2 separate regions of the Rattus norvegicus genome follow, and region 1 is linked to region 2. Evidence: chromatin contacts called from public Hi-C data. All regions are on one chromosome and are shown on one strand. The core of a region is the stretch at or near the end of the contact, and the rest is flanking DNA. Distances in the headings are between cores, read along the strand shown. Region 1 overlaps LOC108350535 (a long non-coding RNA gene). Region 2 has its middle 61 kb from the start of Pmepa1.

Region 1 (3,066 bases), core at 112-2,611, 87 kb after region 2:
AGCCCAGATTGGCCTCCAACTCATTATGAAGTCAAGGATGACTTTGAACTTCTGATCCTCCTGCCTCTACCTCTTAGCTGCTGGAATTGCAGGCAGGGGCCATCACCCTAGTTTGTGTGGTATTGGGGTTCAAACCAGGGCTTCACATGTTAGGTAACAATCTACCCACCAAGTTATGCCCTCCACCTGAGTTTTAAAACTTTATTGTTTTGTCACCACTGTCTTTATCATCGTCATCGTCATCCTCATCGTCGTCGTCATCATCATCAACATCATCATCATTGTCATCGATCACCAATCACCAACCACCAATCACCAATCATCAGCAGCAGCTCTATCATGGTCATCCTCATCATCATCGTCAACATCAGCGTGTGACGTGTAAGTACAGGCGTCTGTACTGTGATGTGGAGGTCAGAGCTGGTTCTCCTCTCCTCCACATGGATCCCGAGGGCCTGCACAGCAAGCCTGTTTACCTGATGAACTGTCCCTCCAGCCCTTGATTTTTCTCTCTTTAACTTGGGGCAAGGTGTGTAGAGGGAGGATGCAGGCGGATGAGTATCTTGGGAACTGCAGTTTTGGCTTTCAGAGACTGCCTGGAGCCACCTCTTGGCCTGGCCGCCCTTTCTTGCTGAGGGGGTCTCTTTGAAGCCACAGTTCTTAGTTCATATTTTCTAAGTCCAGATGACTTATTCAAACCAGCGGTAGACCCTGACCCCCCGGTGCGGATTTTAGCACGACTCATGTGAATCATACTTGCTTTGTGATTGGCCCCCGTGGACCCTCAGTTCTCCCATCTATACACTTGGATCAAGCATGGAGGAGATACCAGGGGACTAACACGTAGACTTTACCACAGGGGCAACGAGACCAGCGTAAGTCACTTGTTACCGTGGGGCGCTGTGTAGCTTTTCTGAACCTTGGCGTGTAAGCGTGAGACGAGATTGCATTAGGCTGCTGTGAGATCCAGGACCTTCCCACTAAGGCTGCTGCAGCGGGGAACTGACCGTTCCAGGGAAATTGCTTCATAGAAGGCTCTGACTCTGTGAAAGATGGCCACAGGAAAGGTTGTATTTAAGATGCACACGGCCACACTGTTCTAGTCTTTGCTGCCAAAAGCCACTTGCCTAAGGCTTAAAATGTGCAAAATACTGTGAAGTAAGTGCCTTGGCCCCTGTGGGCCAGATCCCTGGCCATGGTGACCCTGATCCCTGGTGGTCACCGCTGTACCCAGATGACCTACATTTCTCCAGCGGCAGCTGGGGCAGACATTCTGGGGTAATTAACAGCCGTGTACACGTGCATTCACAGACAGCCGGGTCAGCCCGGCAATGGCTGGCACAGTGGCTGTCTAGACAGGGTAGGAGCTCAGTGGCCTCCTGCCATGGAGGCGGCTGCTGGGAATGGCAGCCAAGATCATGGAGGTGGGGAGAGGGAGGGAAGCTGCCCCGAAATGGGCTGTGGCTGTCCTTCTTCCCAGGGTAGGTGGAGTGCAAAACAGTGGCTCTGGAGAGGAGAGTGTCCTCAGGGGGCAAGGGCACCCACACAGAACGGCTATTCCTTGTTCTGTATCGAAATGCTTTCCAAGGGACAATAAGAGCTCACAGGGCTGGTAGAGGCAGGGCCAGCAAGGCAATGTGATTGACAGTCACAGCACAGAGCCAGTCCGTTGGTGTGCAGTGTCTCTCATAAAATATCAAGTTTTAAAAGGAGAGGGATTCGGGGTGGCACGTTCTCAGGGGTGGCAGTGGGGTCTGTAAGGGTTGTGTGGGAGCACGCTGGGTGCTTAGGCTGTGTCCCCTGACCTGGTCACAGGAGGCTCACAGCTCACCTCCGCTCACAGACGCTCAGGGAACATCGCCAGACAGCGTGTGAGCGAATGCCAAGCTCACCAAGCCAAATCCTTGGACAGACAGGAGTCCTGACGTTGAGGTGTCAGGTCCCCCTTAGACCCTGTGTTACACACGCAGCCACTGTTTCCCAAAAGCTAATATCAGTAGGGTCACCCTCAGGACCTGAGTCTGCCGGTACCGTGATGTATTGAGGATGCTTCTTTAACCACTCAAAGCACACGGGAGGATGGGGGTGGGGAGCACAAAAACCAACAAAACAGAACAAAAAGCCCTGCCTCCCCCAACCTGAGATACAGCTGGGAGTGGAGTCAAAAGCCAAAAATGGAAGGTGACTCGATTGAAAAAAAAAAGTATTTAACGTTTTGAAATTGCTTCTGTGTCTCCTTAAATCTTCCGCTGAGTGAGGTGGGCAGCGAGCGCCAAGCATCAGCCAAGGCTGCCTTTGTTCTGATGCTTGGCTTACAGTGTGAAGAAGAAGCTGCTGTTCGTCCCTCCCGAAGGATTTGGGGCGGGGAAGGTGCGGCTGGCCAGGCTGTGAGTTTTTGGCCTCAGCAGTGGGAGTGTCCGAGCTGCGTGTGTGTGTGTGTGTGTGTGTGTGTGTGTGTGTGTGTGTGTGTGTGTGTGTCTTCTTAGGTCAGGAAGCAGCCCGGACGGACGCTGGGGCTCAACTGGCTCTCTCTTCCTCTGAGTCAGGCATCTGGGCACAGCTCTTCAGGCCACCAAGTGGCTTTGCTGAACCAGCTTGGGGTGCCTGGTTCTTCCTGTAAGCACCAGTCCTCTGATCTCTCTGGCAGAAGGAATTCACTCCCCGCTCTGTTTTGAAACATTAACAAAGTTCACGGTTGGAAGCATATGTAACTTCCTCTAAACTGTAAGAGGGCTCTGGCCACCCCACTCTCACCAACTCCAACCTTGGAACTAGGGACTTTGGGACCATCCCAGCCACTCAGATCCCCCCTAACCCCCTGAGACAGGGTTTCTTGTGTAGCTCTGACTGTCCTGGAACTTGCTCTGTAGACCAGGCTGATCTCCAACACAGATCTGCCTGCCTCTGTTTCCCAAACGCTGGGATTAAAGGTCCTTACCCGCCAGCCTGCTTCCGTTTCTTAAGTGGGTCAGAGCTCAGATTTGCCTGCTGCTTTTGGAGACGGGCGAGCATAAGAATTTCATGAGCCAACTACGTCTTCCTCGCTTCAACACCACAAGCAGCTCT
Region 2 (3,318 bases), core at 213-2,712:
CTCCCAGTGAAGCCAATGCATTCTTCCACCTGACTTCCTGGATGTTGGGGAGGAGGGAGGAGGGTGTGCTGTCACCCCAGGAGGTGCTCTTTTGCCCCTCCCCCAGCCTTTGCAAATGCCTCTGGTTCTTCTGCAGAGCTAGCTTCCAATTCAGTCCCAGTCTTTTGGTCCTAGCCGAGTCATCCAGACCTCAGTTCCCAGGCCCTTCTACATCTTCCCTCATCACAGGCTGCTGCTTCCAGAAGGCGTCTCTGGTGTCTTGTCCACTCCTGGCTTGTAGGACTAGGCACGCAGTAGGCACTCCATTAGTGTGTGAGGAAGAGGCCTGGATGAAGGGTTGTGACGGACAACAAAACTCAGAAAGACAGAACTTGACTGAAGCAGGACATCGGGTGGAAGTGAGCAGACTCAGGCCTCTGGGAGGAAGGGCAGGTCAGGCTGTGATAGAACTGAGTGTCTCAGCTAGAGTGGACGGTGCTTCTTCAACCATGGCCGCACAATGCCTGGGCTACTGCCGGCTGAGTCTCCTGCTCAGGTGGCCAGGCCGCCTCCCAGATCCTGCAGAACTGTTTTTGTTAGGTGCAAAGGGTCATAGGAACTTCATTGTTTTACTGGGATTGTTGAATCTCCCAGGGTCACGGAATAAGACTCTACAATTTATGACTTAACTAACTCCAGAGGCCAGACGTCTGAAGCCAGATGTTGGGAGGGCACTGCCCTCTGGAGGTTCTAAAGGAGTGTCCTTGAGGGCCTGCAGGTGACTGGGCAGGTCCAGACTCAAGGCCCTTGCCTCCTGTCTCTGCCTTTACATGACATCCCCATGATGTATGTCTCTTCCCCCCAGCTTCCCTGAGCACTGGCTCCTCCTTAAGGACACCTGCTGTACTGCATGACCCTAGGTCAGCCACCTTGTAAGGCAGCCTCACCTAAAGTAACACTTAAAACGCTTTGGTTTGAGGACACGATATGGTCTGACACAGTATCTGTTTGGTCACTGCCTCCCTCTCTCCCTCTCTCCCTCCTCTTTCCCTCTCTCCCTCTCTCCCTCTCTCCCTCTCTCCCTCTCTACATCTCTACATCTCTACCTCTCTTCTTCTCTACCACTCCCCTCTATCCCCTCTCTTTCTTTCTTGGACCTTGTGAGCTCAGTATATCATAACCATTTCCTGGATAGGGAAACTGAGGCCCATAGAATTGTCAGGGGAGAGCTACCGATGTAACCCTCTACCCTTAGAGCCCAGGACACTTTAGCAGACATGAGAGACAAGCCACAGTGCCTCCCTGACAAGGACAATTGCACTCTAAGCCTTGAAGAATAGAAGACAGAATTCTAACCAGCCTCGGTAGAACAGAGCGCGGCAGTTTAGTATGTTGGGCCGCCGGGCGCCTTGTCTAGACAGGGCGAGCATTCAGATAGAACTGGATTTCCAGGCTGCAGCCGGCACAGCAGCCCCTGGCGCGGCTCCCAGCTCGGGGGATTCATTTACTTTGCGTTCTTGAGCAGACGCCGCAGAGGTCCCAGTTGTGGGCATATCACCACGTCGCAGGGAGCCCCAGAGGCACTGGCTGGTGCGCTGCCTTTTCCCAGACAATTTAGCTGCTTACAAGTCAATAAAAACAAGGTTGCTTGGGACGGGGGCTTCATCTTCTTCCAGCCGCACCGCTGTCAGAACGCGTGACTGCGCAACTGGGACCATTAAACTCCTAATTAGCTTTCAGAATCGGCGGGCTGGGAGTGGAGAGGGAGCAAGGGACGGGTCCTGGCTGGCATCTCACCGACTGTCTTGTTTTATTTCTCTCTCGACTGGAAGTGGAGAAGGTTCGGCTGTCACTTATGGGTCAGTGAAGGAGACTGCAGCTTCACCCATCCCTGACTGTTTTTAAGCTGTGTGCCCTGTAGCCAGTTCCTCGCCTCTCTGCGCCTCGGGTTGGCTGCTGAGGTGGGTGGGGGCATTAGAGAAGTGTCAGATTATTTTAGAAGGCCATCGCCTTTTACCGTGTAGAGGGAGCTACAGGGCAACCCCATCAGGTGCTACCTGCTTTATTTTTTGAGGAACAGTCTCTCACTGGGACCTGGGGCTTGTCTTTTTTGAGTAAGCTTGCTGGTCAGTGAAATTCAGGGACCCGCCTTCCTGCCCGTTTTAGGGTTTCTGTTGCTGGGACAAAACGCTATGACCAGAAAGCAGGTTAGGGAGGAAAGGGTTTATTCGGTTGGCACTTCTGTTCATAATAAAAGGAAGTCAGGACAGGAAAAAGAAGCTGGAGATAGGAGCTGGTGCAGATGCCATGGAGGGATGGTGCTAACTGGCTTGCTCCCCCTGGCTTACTCAGCTTGGGAACCCAAGACCACACCAGCCCAGGAGGGAACCATCCACAAAAGGCTGGGCCCTACCCATTGATCAATGATTAAGAAAATGCCTTACAGCTGTGTCTTATGGAGACATTTTCTCAATTGAGGCTCCGTCGTCCCTGAGGACTTAAGCTTGTGTCAAGGTGACAAAAACCCAACAAGAACACCCTCCAGCACTGGGGCTACAAGCACGAGCTCTACTGCCCAGATTAAATGTATTTTTAAAAGTGATTTGAGGTTATAATATAGTTAGATCATTTCTCCTTTTTCTTTACTCCCTCCAAACCTCCGATGTACCCCCCCAAAGCTCTCTCTCAAATTCATGGCATCTTTTTCTTTAACCGTCGTTAGTTTATTTAAATGTCATTACATACCTGAATACAAATACACAGTTACAACCCGCCCGGTTTCTATAATGTCCTTGTATGTGTGTGTTCAGGGTTGACCCGTTGGCATTGAATTACCAATCGCTGTGCTTCTCCCTGGGGAAGTCTATTTCCCCTGCTCTCTGTACTCCTTGGCTGTCTGAGGTTCTTTGTCTAGGGTTGATGTCTCCTGACTCCTTATCCTCACGGTCTGGTCCATGTTATAGGTTTATTGTTACTGTTCTTTTTCAGCTCAGGTTAGGCAGTCATGGCGGTGGGACTGTAGGTGTAGACTCTGGCATTTCTAGGAGACAGAATCTCGAAGCAGCCAACTTTCTGTTCCTTTGGCTCTTAAATCTTTCTACTCTCTTCTGCAGTGTTCCCAGAGCCTTGAGTACAGGAGCCGTGCAGTTGACGTCTTTACTGTGACTGGGCTCCACAGCTCTGCCTCTTGACCAGTCATGGTTTTCTGTAGTGGTGCCCATCTGTTTCAAAGAGAAGCCTTCTTGATGAGGGCGAGGGCATCACTTATCTGTGGGTATAAGGGCAGTTATATAAAGTATAGTTGGGGATTCTGCTGGTAAAAACGGTGCCTGCAGGTTC

What was found. Hi-C and Micro-C count contacts between places; a contact is called where the count stands out from the background.
Region 1: a Hi-C map of Schwann cells shows a contact between it and region 2, with 2.7 times the contacts expected there. The contact joins two enhancer-like sites. A contact is called at or near these places in 2 of 12 Hi-C or Micro-C datasets (Schwann cells and mammary epithelial cells).

The regions. Positions count from the first base shown.
Region 1 is chr3:182,625,115-182,628,180 of GRCr8, forward strand. It overlaps LOC108350535 (a long non-coding RNA gene), which reads right to left. Exons shown (of 3, transcript XR_005502816.2): 2 at 2,939-3,066; 3 at 1-2,666. Among named protein-coding and RNA genes, the nearest start is that of Cimip1, 110 kb to the right of the region's middle. Within about 2 kb of position 1,362, at least 32 of the 93 cell types and tissues checked have an H3K27ac peak or open chromatin away from gene starts, as enhancers often do. A contact at or near this core is called in Schwann cells, where this site is marked.
Region 2 is chr3:182,538,274-182,541,591 of GRCr8, forward strand. No RefSeq gene overlaps it. Among named protein-coding and RNA genes, the nearest start is that of Pmepa1, 61 kb to the left of the region's middle. Within about 2 kb of position 1,463, at least 12 of the 93 cell types and tissues checked have an H3K27ac peak or open chromatin away from gene starts, as enhancers often do. A contact at or near this core is called in Schwann cells, where this site is marked.